Linked DNA regions of Arachis hypogaea: region 2 is linked to region 1. The links are chromatin contacts, called in public Hi-C maps. All regions are on one chromosome and are shown on one strand. The core of a region is the stretch at or near the end of the contact, and the rest is flanking DNA. Distances in the headings are between cores, read along the strand shown. Region 1 holds the start of LOC112784366. Region 2 holds the start of LOC112783668 (mogroside I-E synthase).

What was found. Hi-C and Micro-C count contacts between places; a contact is called where the count stands out from the background.
Region 2: a contact with region 1 is called in a Hi-C map of leaf, with 2.6 times the contacts expected there. The contact joins the promoter of LOC112783668 here to the promoter of LOC112784366 in region 1. A contact is called at or near these places in 4 of 8 Hi-C or Micro-C datasets (leaf and an unstated tissue).

Annotation. Positions count from the first base shown.
Region 1 is chr20:134,516,210-134,519,284 of arahy.Tifrunner.gnm2.J5K5, forward strand. It overlaps LOC112784366, which reads right to left and starts at 1,501. Exons shown (of 18, transcript XM_025827545.3): 1 at 870-1,501; 2 at 32-551. The coding sequence starts at 1,370.
Region 2 is chr20:134,701,160-134,704,292 of arahy.Tifrunner.gnm2.J5K5, forward strand. It overlaps LOC112783668 (mogroside I-E synthase), which reads right to left and starts at 1,542. Exons shown (of 3, transcript XM_025826706.3): 1 at 1,280-1,542; 2 at 480-904; 3 at 1-417. The coding sequence starts at 1,502.

The DNA.
Region 1 (3,075 bases), core at 251-2,750:
TCAAAAAGGAAAAGTGGATATGATATCTTACCTTTGAGAGCATTAAAGACAAGAGGGAGCTTAACCACACATATTCGTCTTTTGAGCAAATAAACTTTATTCATTCCAGTAGCGAGCAAGCGAGCAGTAAATGTCATTCCCTCTCCGGAAGTCTCATTTGATGAGATAGAATGAGCCAACAAGCACAACAACTCAAGTAATGGGTCGGGCGAAACTTCTGATGTTGGGTAAAGACAAAGAAAACTCAAGCCATCTGTTATTCGCCTTGTGACTAGAGGTTCATGCAAATTCAAGAGAATTTTGTAGTTCTCGAGAATGCTGGTCTTGTCTTCCAGCGACACAAAGGGAAGATTCTCTTTCAAAGCATCAAGAATATACAGAACCTGCTGGGCTCCCACAGTTCCTTCACTAGCATTAGCATCTGCTCTATGAGCCAGCAGAGAAAAACTTTCCAGGAGATTTTTGACTCCCTCACTTGCGGAGGCTAAGAGGGAAGATTTTTGTAAGTTTAGCAAGACGTCACGAAGATACAAATGAGATTTCCTTCTAACCTGATAAAAGATTTAGTTAGCATACACAAGATTCAACTATGCACCACAGTTTAGCAAACATTCAGTATCCTTAATAATCAAGAACAGAAGAAGAAATCTAAAAGAAGAACAAAAGCTATATGCAAGACCCAACCATAGGTAATGTACAATTCTTATTAGAATAGGATCAACTAAGCATAAAAGTTGTAAGAACTTGGGGACATCGCCAACAATATCCTCATCAATGTGAAACCTTTATCGTGGTATCATCACTCCCATATCCATTGATTTTCACAAACTGAAAATTCGGTTTTTGAAGTCACAGAGAAGGTAATATACCTTAGGTCGTGAATCAGTAAGGAACCCCAACAGCACAGTGAACAACGGAGACACATCGGACCAATTCACACTGTCCCTTCTAATCAACAAATGCGAAAGGCACTTCAATCCTGAAACCATGACACTCTCTGATTCCCTCAACGACCGTAGAACTCGCACCACCAGCTCCGACAAGAACTCCCTCTGCTTCTTCAGCACCGCAGCGGGCACTCTCGGGATGAGGAGGGATATAACAGTGAGGAGGGCGCCGATGACGTGGCTGGGAGGGTTGGGTTCCACTGACATGCGGTCCAGGGAGGAGCATGCAGCGCCAAAGTAAGCGACAGGGAAGGACGCGAGTTTTTGTTCCTTGAGCTCCTGAGACATAGCCCCGATTACGGCGCAGAGATGCAAGTGGCTTTCCTTGGTGGAACCGGAGAAGCGAGAGAGGATGGAATAGCAGAAATCATCGTTTGAACCTTCCCCGAAGAAGGATGGTGCATCCATGTCGAAGTCGTCCATGGAGGATGATGCAATAGGACTAGTTGCTGGAAAGTGCAGTGAAACGCTAGGTCCGACGGCAGTCACGGCACAAATGTTTATGCACTGAAGGTCGAGTAGGTTGTTTGCGCGCCTTTCTCGGAAATTTTTTTTTTAACGATATTTTTTAAAAAAATAAGATAAAAATAATTTTATATTTAGATATATTATCTAAAAAAATTTATTTATTTATTAATTATGTTTGATTAAAATAAAATAAAAATATTTTTTATTTATTATGTAAAAAATATTTTAAAAAAAAATTTTTATAAAAAATATAAATTATAAATTCTTAAAGAAAATTTTTTTATTTTTCTAATATTTTTATTTTTACTATAAAAATTTTTTTAAACCACTAAAAAATAAAAAATAAATTTTTTTTTTATCAAATTTTTTTTTATCAGATTTTTTTTGGTGTGTACCAGGGTATCCATCAGGTCGGAAGCCCAATGACTAATCCCTCGGGTACTGCAGAGGCACACAAAGTGGGCGACCCTCCCAAGCAAGCAAACTCCATTCCCATCCTCCAGTGAGTATCGAACCCGGGAGAGATGGTTAAGGGACACAGACCCTCATCCATCTGTGCCAACTTGCGTTGGTTTTTTTTTATCAGATTTAATAGCGTTTGAACAAGTAGTTTAAGTAAAAGAGGTTAATAAATTAGAAGGCTTTTTGGGCTATATTATACTGCAGTTGATTGGATCTCTCCTCCTGCTGGCATAAGAGGACATTCTTATTCAAGATTGTGGCTAACGGTCCCCTTGCTCTATTTTCCTGCTGTTTACTTGCACCTTTTTTTTGTTGTGGACCGATTCAGGTGGGCCAAAACACTCAGCCCAAACATCACTCCCCTACAATTAGGATCGGAAATAAGTCGAGAAACTAAAGTTCAACTCATGAAAATTGAGCTTGACTCACGGTTTAATTCATTAATAATCGAGTCTATTTTTTAAGTTTAAGCTCGACTCATCGAAGGCTCATGATCTGGCTCAAACTCACGAGATGACTCAAATAACAAGAATCATTCTATAATTCTATATCAATAAATTAATATATGTAAAATTATATATTACTATTTTAAATATATATATAATTGAGTCGGCTTACGAGCTAATGAGTTGAGTTTATCCAAACTTAAGTTCGACTCATTTAATTTATGAGCTCAATTCCAAACTCAAGCTTGGCTCACTAGCTCATGAATTCAGGTTATCGAACTATTAACGAGTCAAACACGAGCTGGCTCATGAGCTAGCTTGACTCACTTTGAGTCCAACCTCTAATATACACCCGTTCCCACTTCCTGATGCTATTCTAAGATCATATTTGGGTGAACTTTTAAAAGAAGATATTTTTTGAGTTATCTTTTTTAAAAGATCTTTTAAAAAAGTAAAAGTAATTCTATGTTTGAATATCTCATGTAAAAAGATCTTTTTATCTATCAATTATATTTGGGTATAACAATATAAATGTATTTATTTATTTATTTATTATACAAAAAATATCTTTTTTTAAATATTTTAAAAAAGATATAAATTGTACCTTCTCAGAAAATATTTTTTTCATTTTTTTAGTATTTTTACTTTTATTACTAAAAATTTGTTAAATATACCAAAAATTAAAAAAAAAAATCTTTTCTATCGATATAATGGCACCGAATAAGCACTAATTTAATCATCGAGTAATTACC
Region 2 (3,133 bases), core at 292-2,791, 180 kb after region 1:
CAATGTAGAGTTCCAACCACAATGTGTCACAAAACAAGCAATAGCTTCATGAGCTAAGACTTTTAGTTGGGGGCACCAAGTTACAACTAAGCCCTTGTCAGATTTATTTTCAAAGTCTTTGGGAAGCTTAATTTGCTCAGAGGCCCTTACCACCCATAAGAAGTAGGCATTACTTTCCCTTAAAGCATAGGCTACTTCTTCTATTTGATCCTCTCCAACCATAACCAAACTCCCAAATGATACATAAACAACAGAACCTTTTGGTTTGTTGTCTAGCCATTCCATGCAATCTTCGCTCTCGAATGCTGCAGCACCATAATCTTGGTCGTTTTCATATTGCTTGTTTAAGAACATTGATGGTATGTTTGGTCCTATAGTCCTATATTTTGGCCACAATTTCCTTGTCCAATCATTTACCTGAAAGTAATTTGTTAGTTTATTATTACATACTAAACCTATGAGTATCTTCTGTTAATTACCTCTTTACCAAGGTCGTAGAATGTATTGCAAAGAATCCAATCAGCTTTGTGAATGTTGGAGAACTGATCCACCAACAAATCAAGCAAAAACGGCTTTTCCTGATAAGTGAAGAAGAAAGAAGGCATGTCAGCAACATCAAGTTTCGGCAACCCTGGGAAAGAAAACTCTTCCTCCGTGAATGGAACTTGAATCTTCCCCAAATGGAAATGATAGTATGTTGTGTTAACCGCCATGTTTTGAGTGAGAAAAGCAGCACCAACAATCCCAAATCTCTTGGCAGTTTCTAGTGCCCATGGGAAGAATGCGTCATACACTATGCAATCAACTGGATACCCTTTCCGACCAAGATTCTCCACAAGATTTGCTAGATTCTCTGGCCCAACTCTCCAAAAGTGATCCATATAAACCCCGTAGTTCTTAGCACCTGTATGTATTGTAAAAGTATAAATACGAATATTGAATAAATTAATCGACCTATACACTAAAAATGTTAATAATTCAGTTATATATATAAAATATATATATTTACTTATAATACATGATTAATTTTTTATATACATATAGTATTTTTAATATTAAACACGAACAAAAAAATGCAGATTTTGAGTATGTTGTCCCATAAATTTGATAAATCTAGTTGTTTACACACTGTTTTTATACAATCTACAAAATAGAATTTTTTTATGAACTTTAGTCTAAAATTTTTGCACAAATATCTATGTAATATTATTGAAGTAAAAATAATTATTTTTTAAATACATAAATTTAATTGAACGATGGTATATAGTATATACAGAACCTGAAGGGCCAGTGTGGTCAAAGCCATCAGAAATGGTCTCAAGTGAAATTGTTGGAGGCACTTGATGCAAGTTCTTGCAGTAATAAACGGTTGAAACAAAGGTGACTTTGATTCCTTGGTGTTCCAAGAGTTTGGAGAATTGAATCATGGGGTTGATATGACCTTGAGCTGGTAAAGATAGAATTAGACAATGCACCTTTCTGCTATTATTATTGTTCTCCATTTCTATGATAATGAATTAAACACTACTTGTGTTTGTTATATGTATATGTGTGTGTGTGGACATTTGTTAGTTATAAAGGACAAAGGCAAATAATAGGGACAAATTATGGGCGGCAAATTGAGGATATGTACATGTATATAATACAATAAAACATGTATTCATCATCTTCCACTGAAAAAGTAAATTTTAATTGATTGAGAATGTAAAACAGAACTATACTAATTTATTATTTATGTTATCATCCGATTTAAGATATTCTATTTCATTAATACAGATAGAGTCTAAACTCATAGCCGTATCTTAATTCACTACAATAATTTTAAATAAGTCCCGACGGCTAAAATTTTTGTTACATTATTATAGTAGGGTAAACAGTATTAACCTTAAATTCTTTGTTAACAAAAAAATATAAGTTATTCCATTTAAACATTTATAAGCTAAGATTAATATTTTCATTTTCTTTGCCTTTTTTTTTTTCTTCCAATGATTCACATAGTTTGGAAAATCACAAGCTTAAATTTTCCAAAATTGTAAGTAATGAAGAAAAGAATATAAAAGATATTGTGGGGAGATATAATATATTTTTTTAGAAACAAATACGTATAAAAAGGGACAAAATTTTTCACATTAAAACCGAATTCGAACTCCAACATTTATTTGAACTAATTAATGAGTTAACTACTAAATCAACCCAAATTGATTTTTGTGCACACTACAAAACTGTGATGTATTGAAATCCTTACCAGATATATCAAACAAAAAACATAATGAGCTTAGAATCTTGTCATATCCTAACGAAACTTAAATGTCCCAACAAATTAAATTCTACACTTTAGCATATTCCACGTATCCTAAATACTTTTATATCTTCAACGTAAAGTAAGTCCAAAAATTTCTACACTTAAAAAAAAAATCCAGTCAAAGAATATTAGAACATTTTGAATATTCAATTTCAGTTCATTTATCTAATATAATATAATATAACATTATTTTAGGATAATTTACTCAAATAAAATTTTTGGAGACCTTTTTTTTTAATCAAAATACGACTTTATAAAATTGAAGACGCAATTGTAACTTTTACTACTCTATCAAAATCGTTACTGTCAACAACGAATTAGGAATATATATAAACCGCTATTGATAGCCGCGTATAAACAGAAACTGCTATAGACAATAGTTTCTAAAGGAGGAATATAATACAGAAATCGCTATAGGTAATAGCAGTTTCTAAAAAAAAACAGTAACGATTTCTGTGAGATTTATACAAAACTTTTTATTAAATATCTATCACTTATCTAAAACCTTTATTTATATGTTATTTTTTTATATAATATGATATATTTTTTTTAGTAGAGTTTGAAAAATTGTATAATATATTGACTGGTGAAGGCAACCTTTATATCATTATATTATATGTTGTCTCTTACTTTACTTTTTATATGAGACAAAATCAGTAGCACTCGTGCAATTGCATTAATGAGGTTAAATCAAATATATTATATGGTTAGAATATTGAACCATTACGTTGATAATGAATTTTGTGTTCCATGTTTTTTGTAATATTTTTTAAAAGCGAAATATATTTTATTTCATTAAAAATAGAACTTGGAATTCAAAATATAAAAAAA